2 separate regions of the Mus musculus genome follow, and region 1 is linked to region 2. Evidence: chromatin contacts called from public promoter capture Hi-C data. All regions are on one chromosome and are shown on one strand. Each heading gives the region's core, a stretch centred on a gene start, on an enhancer-like site or on the middle of the called end of the contact. The rest is flanking DNA. Distances are from core to core; before and after follow the strand shown.

The links. Capture Hi-C pulls out chosen DNA fragments and counts their contacts.
Region 1: a contact with region 2 is called in a promoter capture Hi-C map of adipose tissue. The contact joins two enhancer-like sites. A contact is called at or near these places in 3 of 115 datasets of contacts at active chromatin or transcription factors (all in embryonic stem cells) and 3 of 9 other capture datasets (adipose tissue, liver and pancreatic islet).

What each region holds. Positions count from the first base shown.
Region 1 is chr7:130,725,012-130,728,617 of GRCm38.p6, forward strand. It overlaps Tacc2 (transforming, acidic coiled-coil containing protein 2), which reads left to right. Exons shown (of 22, transcript NM_001004468.3): 7 at 3,512-3,606. Among named protein-coding and RNA genes, the nearest start is that of Gm34283, 6.0 kb to the left of the region's middle. Within about 2 kb of position 2,195, at least 47 of the 459 cell types and tissues checked have an H3K27ac peak or open chromatin away from gene starts, as enhancers often do. A contact at or near this core is called in adipose tissue, where this site is marked.
Region 2 is chr7:130,647,928-130,651,213 of GRCm38.p6, forward strand. All of the region lies in intron 3 of Tacc2 (transforming, acidic coiled-coil containing protein 2), which reads left to right. Among named protein-coding and RNA genes, the nearest start is that of Gm39098, 3.6 kb to the left of the region's middle. Within about 2 kb of position 1,509, at least 15 of the 459 cell types and tissues checked have an H3K27ac peak or open chromatin away from gene starts, as enhancers often do. A contact at or near this core is called in adipose tissue, where this site is marked.

The DNA of each region.
Region 1 (3,606 bases), core at 945-3,444, 78 kb after region 2:
GATGCCAGCAGTTCTCTCTAGCCATTGCATCCCTGCCTGGAGAGAACTCATAGAACAGGAAGCCATCTCAAGTGTCACTGGGGAGACACCACAGAAAGGCTAAGAAATGGGGCCTCTGGCGACAGTCGGAAGATGAGGGTCAGGTGGGTGATGTCAGTTGTGAGGGCACGCTGTCCTCTACGTCTTGTTTCGGGGTACAGCTGCTTAGCTTAGGCTATGCTGTCCAGCACTGATGTTATAGACTGATTTGCATATCTGTTAAATTCGCACGCTGAAATCCTCACTCCTGATGTGACATGTTAGAGATAGGACCTTTCTGGTGGTAATTAAGGTTCTGTGGGGTCTTAGGTTGGAACTCTGTCACAAGAGGAGACTTCAAGGAAACATGTGCTCAGGGGAAAGGCCATGTAAGGACACATCAGACCTGACCACCTCAAAGCCAAGAAGAAAGGCCCCAGGAGAGACCAGACTTGACAACGCCTTCATTGTGGACTTCCAGCCTCAGTACTCAGAGCAGTGGGGAAACACATTTCTGTTGTTGAAGCCACCCAGTCTTGGCTCTTGATGAGGGCAACTGAGCTGGTTAGCATAGCTGAGAAACATGTGGGGACTTTTTTCATATGAGCGCAGATGCTAACTTGCCCCAGGATTGAACTAGAATCAAGAGTCAGGGGGGTGCAATGTGGATTTCTAGAGATATCTTTGCCTAGGCTTGCATAGTGATTGCAGGGGACATGCTTATGTGGATGGATGGGTTTGTGGCCTCATCTTTCCTTGCCTCTGTATTATTCAAGGTGTGCCTCATGGTGACTGACATTGAAGGCCATGCCAGGTTTGGGATGAATGAAGTCTTTATGCAGCTCTGTGTGACTATGTAGAAATCTAGTGGGAACTAGATGGGCATGGTTGCCTTGTCAGTCTGAGCTTACCCATGGCAATGGCATGGGAAGGCCATCCCAACCTTGTGATAGATCATAGGGAGCCATCTGCTCTAGAAACTACTCTGTAGAGTAGAAGCTCCTAACCAAGGACTGTGCTGTCCTCCTGGGGACAGGAGGCAGGGTCTGAGACACTTTGTCTCAACTAAGAGAGAAGGTGCTACTGGCATTTAGTGAATCAAAGCTGATGCTCTGAACAGACCAGCCCCCCACAATGAGAGATAGCCCCCAAGCATCCTTTGGGCTGACAATAAGAACCTGCAATAAAACCAGGTTTCTTTGCCATGATTTAATTAGGGAAGAGCACTTCTGAATAGGAGAGCCAGGCTGAGTAGACAGGAAAACAGAGCAGATGCTAAGCTGACTGTCTGCTGACTGTTGCATGATGCAGGGGAAATTGCTGACATTTGAAGGCTGCTAAGGCAATGGAACAGATTGGAAGGGAAGCTTGTCTACCGAAGTGCAGCGATGGCTGAGGCCCCTCTCCCTGCTGCCAACGCCCATGTGACAGCCCCTAGACCCACCCCCTTAGCATCTGTAGTCTTCTGCCTTCTGAGGTGAGTGTTCAGGAGCAGCTACAAAGTAGCTACAAGACCAGGTTGCTGCTGACCAGAAGAAACTGGGCTTGAAGGCCCAGGGACCTCAGCAAAGGGAAGTGACTTCAGAAGGAGAAAGGTGGACGGACACCTGTTCTTCTGAGATGAGAAGGAAGCAAGTTTGGTGATGGGAGCTGGGACCAGTGGCTGCAAACGCTTAGGGTCTGTGTGCCTCATGGAGTTCCCCAAGTGCTTGCAATCCAAGGGATGTTTATTGAGCTTTCTGAGGGAAAAAGTTGCCAGGTTGGAACCAGAGGTGAGGAAGTCCTTTCACAACCCAAGAGGCTTCTGCGGTCCTCTCCCACTGTATCTGCTGGGACTCCAGCCTCAGGTTTGCCTGTGAGCAAAGTCAGGAAGCACCATGAGAACTGGCTCCACCCCCAACAGCAGCCACATGTGTGGAGGCGGGGTGTATTCTCCAGAAACAGACTGGCCTGTTTGAGTGAGTCTTGTCCACATCTGGATTGCTGGGACTCAGGATAGGACAGTCATTTAGAAAGTAAAACTGCACTGCAGGACACCCAGCTCAGTATGAATCTCATGTGACACATAATCTTAGAGGAATTTTCACTGATCTGGAACTCAAGTGTAATGGCTCCCTGGACTTGAGCTGGATGTTCACCTGAAGAGAAAGGGTTAATACATTGTCTCCACCCGCCTACGCACACAGTCCAAGGTCACAGCTCCATTCTGTGCAGCGTCTTCTGTTTCCTGTTCTGCCTTCTGAGACCATGGTACAGGGTTTTTCTTTCTCTAGCAGAACATCTAGGAACCTAGAAAGCCGTGCGAGGGCTGGTTGGTCTCCCCCGCTGTGGGGAGCTGAGATCATTGGGCATCCTTTGACTGATAGTTGGAGTCCCTGAGCACATTGGAAGGGAGGGTTGGCTTATTGGCTGGCAGGGTTGGAGGACATCTAGGGTTGCTAGACATCTGGGAGGAGAGGGCTGAGAATAGATAAGATCCAAAGCCAAAGTGAGGTAGCCGTGTCAGTGGGAGAGGAGGGTCGTGTCTGGAGAGGCAGGTGGTAGAGGGCAGACTCGGTCCTGCTCAGCCTTGCACAGTCTTCCCAGTGTCTAAGCAGTCAGAAGCAGGGTTGACTGTGGCCATATTTAATGTCCATACCGAAGGGTTACTGGTTTTGTTTTGCTTCAGCCTCATCATTCTTTTTATAATACCTCAAGGATACTCCTACCCTAGGGCCTTGGCACATATGGCCCTTTCTGTCTGGGAAGATTTCTGTTTGTTTTGTGAACTTCCTGGTGAGATATAAATCCACCAGATAGGGAGGGCACTAATGGCAGACTTACAGTATCATTCCTCCAAAGTCCAGCTTCTTCGCCTTACTTACAGAGTCTGGGTAAGCCCAAAACTGCCAGAACAAAGAAAGTCACCTCACTCTGGGCAACGATTTCTCATAGCTACAAATGTGAAGTCCTCCCTTCAGCTGGTATGCCACATGCTACCCCAAGACCATGTGCAGATGGGTAGATGTAGGACGGAGTGATGGGACTCTCAGGTGAGGGTCTAATGCCCTCCCCAATCCCTTCTTCATGAGGGACCGTCATTGGGCCTTATCTTGAGAGTCTCTTGCAAGTAAGTAGTCATAGACGCTTTGGTGGCAATGACAATGGCTGCTAGGCTAGGAGGACAAGCCTTTGTCTTTTCTGATTGTTGCTCAGATGCCCAGCATGACCCCTATCAAAGTCAGGCACTTGGTAAAGTGCTGTGGAATGAACCATCGGGGCTTTTCCTTTATCAGCTACCTGGCTCCCATTGTACAGATGAGGGAACTGAGGGAAACCTGTCCAGGATCTGCACCCACTGATGCATGGAAACCGGAACCTGTTGCCCGTGGGGGGTGTCTGTCTTTGGAGTTTATCAACCTCTGCTCTGTGGAGTGGGGGGTCTGGCTCAGGATGAGAAATGATCCCAAGTATCCCATGTCTTTAGGTGACCGCTTTGTCTTCATTTCCTCAGGATGCATTTCTGAGCCACCGGTTGTGGTTCCCGATGGCCCTCGCAGCAGCGAGTCCGTGGAAGGAAGCCCTTTCCGTCCTTCCCACTCCTCCTCG
Region 2 (3,286 bases), core at 259-2,758:
AGGCATCTTTGCTTACGGAAGTCTGCAGATCAGTTCTTGGGGCCTCTGTGAAACCTAGATAGAATTAGTCCTTCCCCTCTGTTGCCAGTGCATGGACTATTTAAACTGAAAGGACACTTTAAGATCAAGGTTTCCCGTAACAGATTTGAAAAAGAAGCATGGACGTGCAGGGTCTCAACTAGGATTGCATTCCAAAGTGGGGCTCCAACACAGGACCCCAGACTCCTGACCTGGTTGTGTAGGTGTCACAGCACAGGCAGCCTCTGGTTTTATTTGGTATTGCATTGGTGTTGTTTGTTTGTTGTTTCTATGGAGACAGACTCTGCATGAGGAAACGACATATCTAGCATCTAGTTTACAGAACTACTTCCATAAAAACTGGCAGGGTTCTGGAGAGGGGGTGGTTGGTGGCAGTTGAATGACTTCAAGACTGTAAGGTCATGTGTGTGTGTGCATGCGTGTGACAGAGAGAGAGAGAGAGAGAGAGAGAGAGAGAGAGAGAGAGAGAGAGAGAGAGCACAGGTGCATCTGTATCTGATGGGCAGACTTTGATAGGGGTCAGCACCCCTTGGAAGGAATATCTAGAAACACAGAAGGGTATTTCTGGTTGCCTTGGTGACCAAGTGCACTATAGGCACATGGTGGGTGTGGGTCAAGGGCACTTTGCATGGGACAGGCCTGAACAACCGGGAATCGGGAATTGCTACTCCAAGTAGCAGTAGTGGCCTAAGTGGAGGACTCTGCCAAGGTCACAGGAATTCAAAAGATACTTTTTAGGAGGATGTGGAAACAAACCTATCTATGGCAGCCAGGTTCTAAGCTGTAGTGTGGATGAAGCTAGAAGACAAGGAAGGTGTAGCGGAGAGCATTGGCAAGATGCTGATGGGGCTAGCAGACAAGGAGAGTGTAGTGGAGAGCATCGGCATGCATGTGTGCACATGGATGTGTGTTTTCCTGGGATTTGGTCCCTTGGCCCAGAACACGGTCCTTGGATCATCATGGTTGGGTCTGGCAGACTCCTGCACCTGCGCACAGACAATCAGAAAGTTTGAGAAGTTGACAGAGTCAGTGGCTGAGGTTGTCCAGAGGAGCAAATCTAAGAAAGAGAAGGCTCACAGCCAGGTCACTGGGTCTCTCCCATTGTGACCAAGGTCTGTGAAACCCAGCTTGGGGATGGATCTTTTGCTGCCTCTGCCCCAGTGAGGTCACAGACCTTGGTTTATAATCTGAACAATCATTTTCACAGCGACTCCCTTGGATGACAAAACATTGTAACAGATTATGAAATAATTTGAGAGACGTGAGAGGCATGAAAACAAAGACTCAGGAGAAACAAAGGTTTGCCAGGCAGGGCCTCTAAAATTAGAGCAATGGTCTCCAGAAAACATAGTAATTGCTGGTGGTGGAGGCTCCATTCTGGACGTGGGGGAGGGGCTCAGCACCACCCTGCTCTCCGTCTCCCCTGTGTACTCTGTTACAGGGTTTCAGCTTCTCGTCTAGCTAATGGATTCAGGCGTGCCAGTTAAGAGAAAGCAAAGTTCTCGAGACTCATTTCCCCTGGGGCGGGAGGGGCAGTGTAGAGATTGCCAAGGATTTAGAGACAAAGACTCAATCGTACCAGCCCTGCCTCCCCTCTTACCAGCTGTGTGACCTTGGGGGAGTCATGGACCATCTAGGGGGCCTCTTCTCTTTAGTCAATAGTAGGGGTAGTTATCCTGGCCCCTCTGCTTCATGGAGCTGTGGTCTGTTGGTGAAGCCGCATACATGAAGACACTGGCAAACTGTAGAGTGCTTTGCAAAGGAACAGTACCCTGTGTTAGTAGTTTCTACCTCACAGGTGCCTGCTTATTGGCGGTATGTTTCCTGGTATCTGCTATAGCCTGTGGTTATTATTATTATTAGGTATTATTGTAAAGTGTAAGCAAGGGGCCGCACACATTCGAAGCTACTGACTGGCCTCACTCTCTAGGAGCAAGGTAGCTGGGATCCTGTATGCTTTCTCTAGATGAGGTCCAAATAAAGTGTGTGGAACCTGATTCTGCTCACAGAGGACAAATCTGGGTAGAAAGAGACAGAAAGAGAAAGCTGTTGCTCCGTTGGTTGACTTCTGCACTGTCTTCAGCCCTATTGGTTCTTCTCATTTGGGGTCATGTCCGTAGTAGCCCCCCCCCCCCCCCAAATCCATGAGCCATCTCAGTGTCTGCCATTTAGACTTAAAAGCAAGCGATCACCATTCTTGGATTTGAGGGCATGGAGGCTTCAATCATACCTGTTTTGAGCACATTCTGGACAATGTTCCGTTCAGTTGCATCTATTCCCCTCTTCCTGGTATTGTGCACGCAGCCCTTCCTTAGCCCCAGGCTTCTGTGGCTTTTGGTTGTCCAGCTCCCCTCTTCCCACCACAGGGAAAGGCCATGTTATGTTACCTCTTCCACTTGACTGAACTGTGTTCATCTCCCAAGTTACCTGGCCTAGGAGTCTGTTTTCTAAACATACCTGCTTATAGTACCAGAGCCCTAAGATCAGATCTGGCTCTGTGAGGTCCTGCTGGCTTTGGGGAGACTCCCATGGTTTGAGGGAACATTTTGGTTTCAGAAGAGATGATTGCTTTCTGGGGTGATTGCCTTCAAGCCTCAGTGTTCTTGGCATTTGGAAAATATCCTAGGCTTTTCTTGGTGTCTTCGGCCTTGAAGTGGGCCAAGAGAGGGCCAGTAAACTTAGTACCAATCAACCTTGTGTAACTAACTTTCAGACAGATGCTCCTTAAATGAGTCGCATGTTTACCTGTGGAGTTGAGCAGGAATCAGATCCAGAGATGACTCCAGCCAAGACAGACAGCATAGGCCCAAGTGAGAAGTCAGGGCTTTTAGCCAAAGCTGCATCTCAGGCTCTGTTCCCAGGATGTCCTGTGATCTGCCTGCTCAAAGTCTGTCCTTGAAGTCTGACAAGACCCTGCCTCATATTTCTCTGAGCTCATCACTCAGAGTTCCGTAGAACATTTCCCCAGCGGCTCCTTGCTGGGTCAGGGAATAGGCCCTCTCGTCTCTCGGAGAAGTATTTACTTCACTTAAGGATGGAACCTTCTTGTGTGACAAGGAGAAAACCAAGTAATTTTATTGCTGGTGTGGTTTTAGAACCAGAGAAAACCTGTGATTCTGATAAATTCTTAATTTGTTTGTTCATTTCAAAGTTGTCTCCTGTCTACATAAAAATACTGGAGGCTTCTGCCCGGCCTTCAGCTCATTGCTCCTGGGATGGGTGCCTGTTCTCAGCTCAAGCAAGTTAG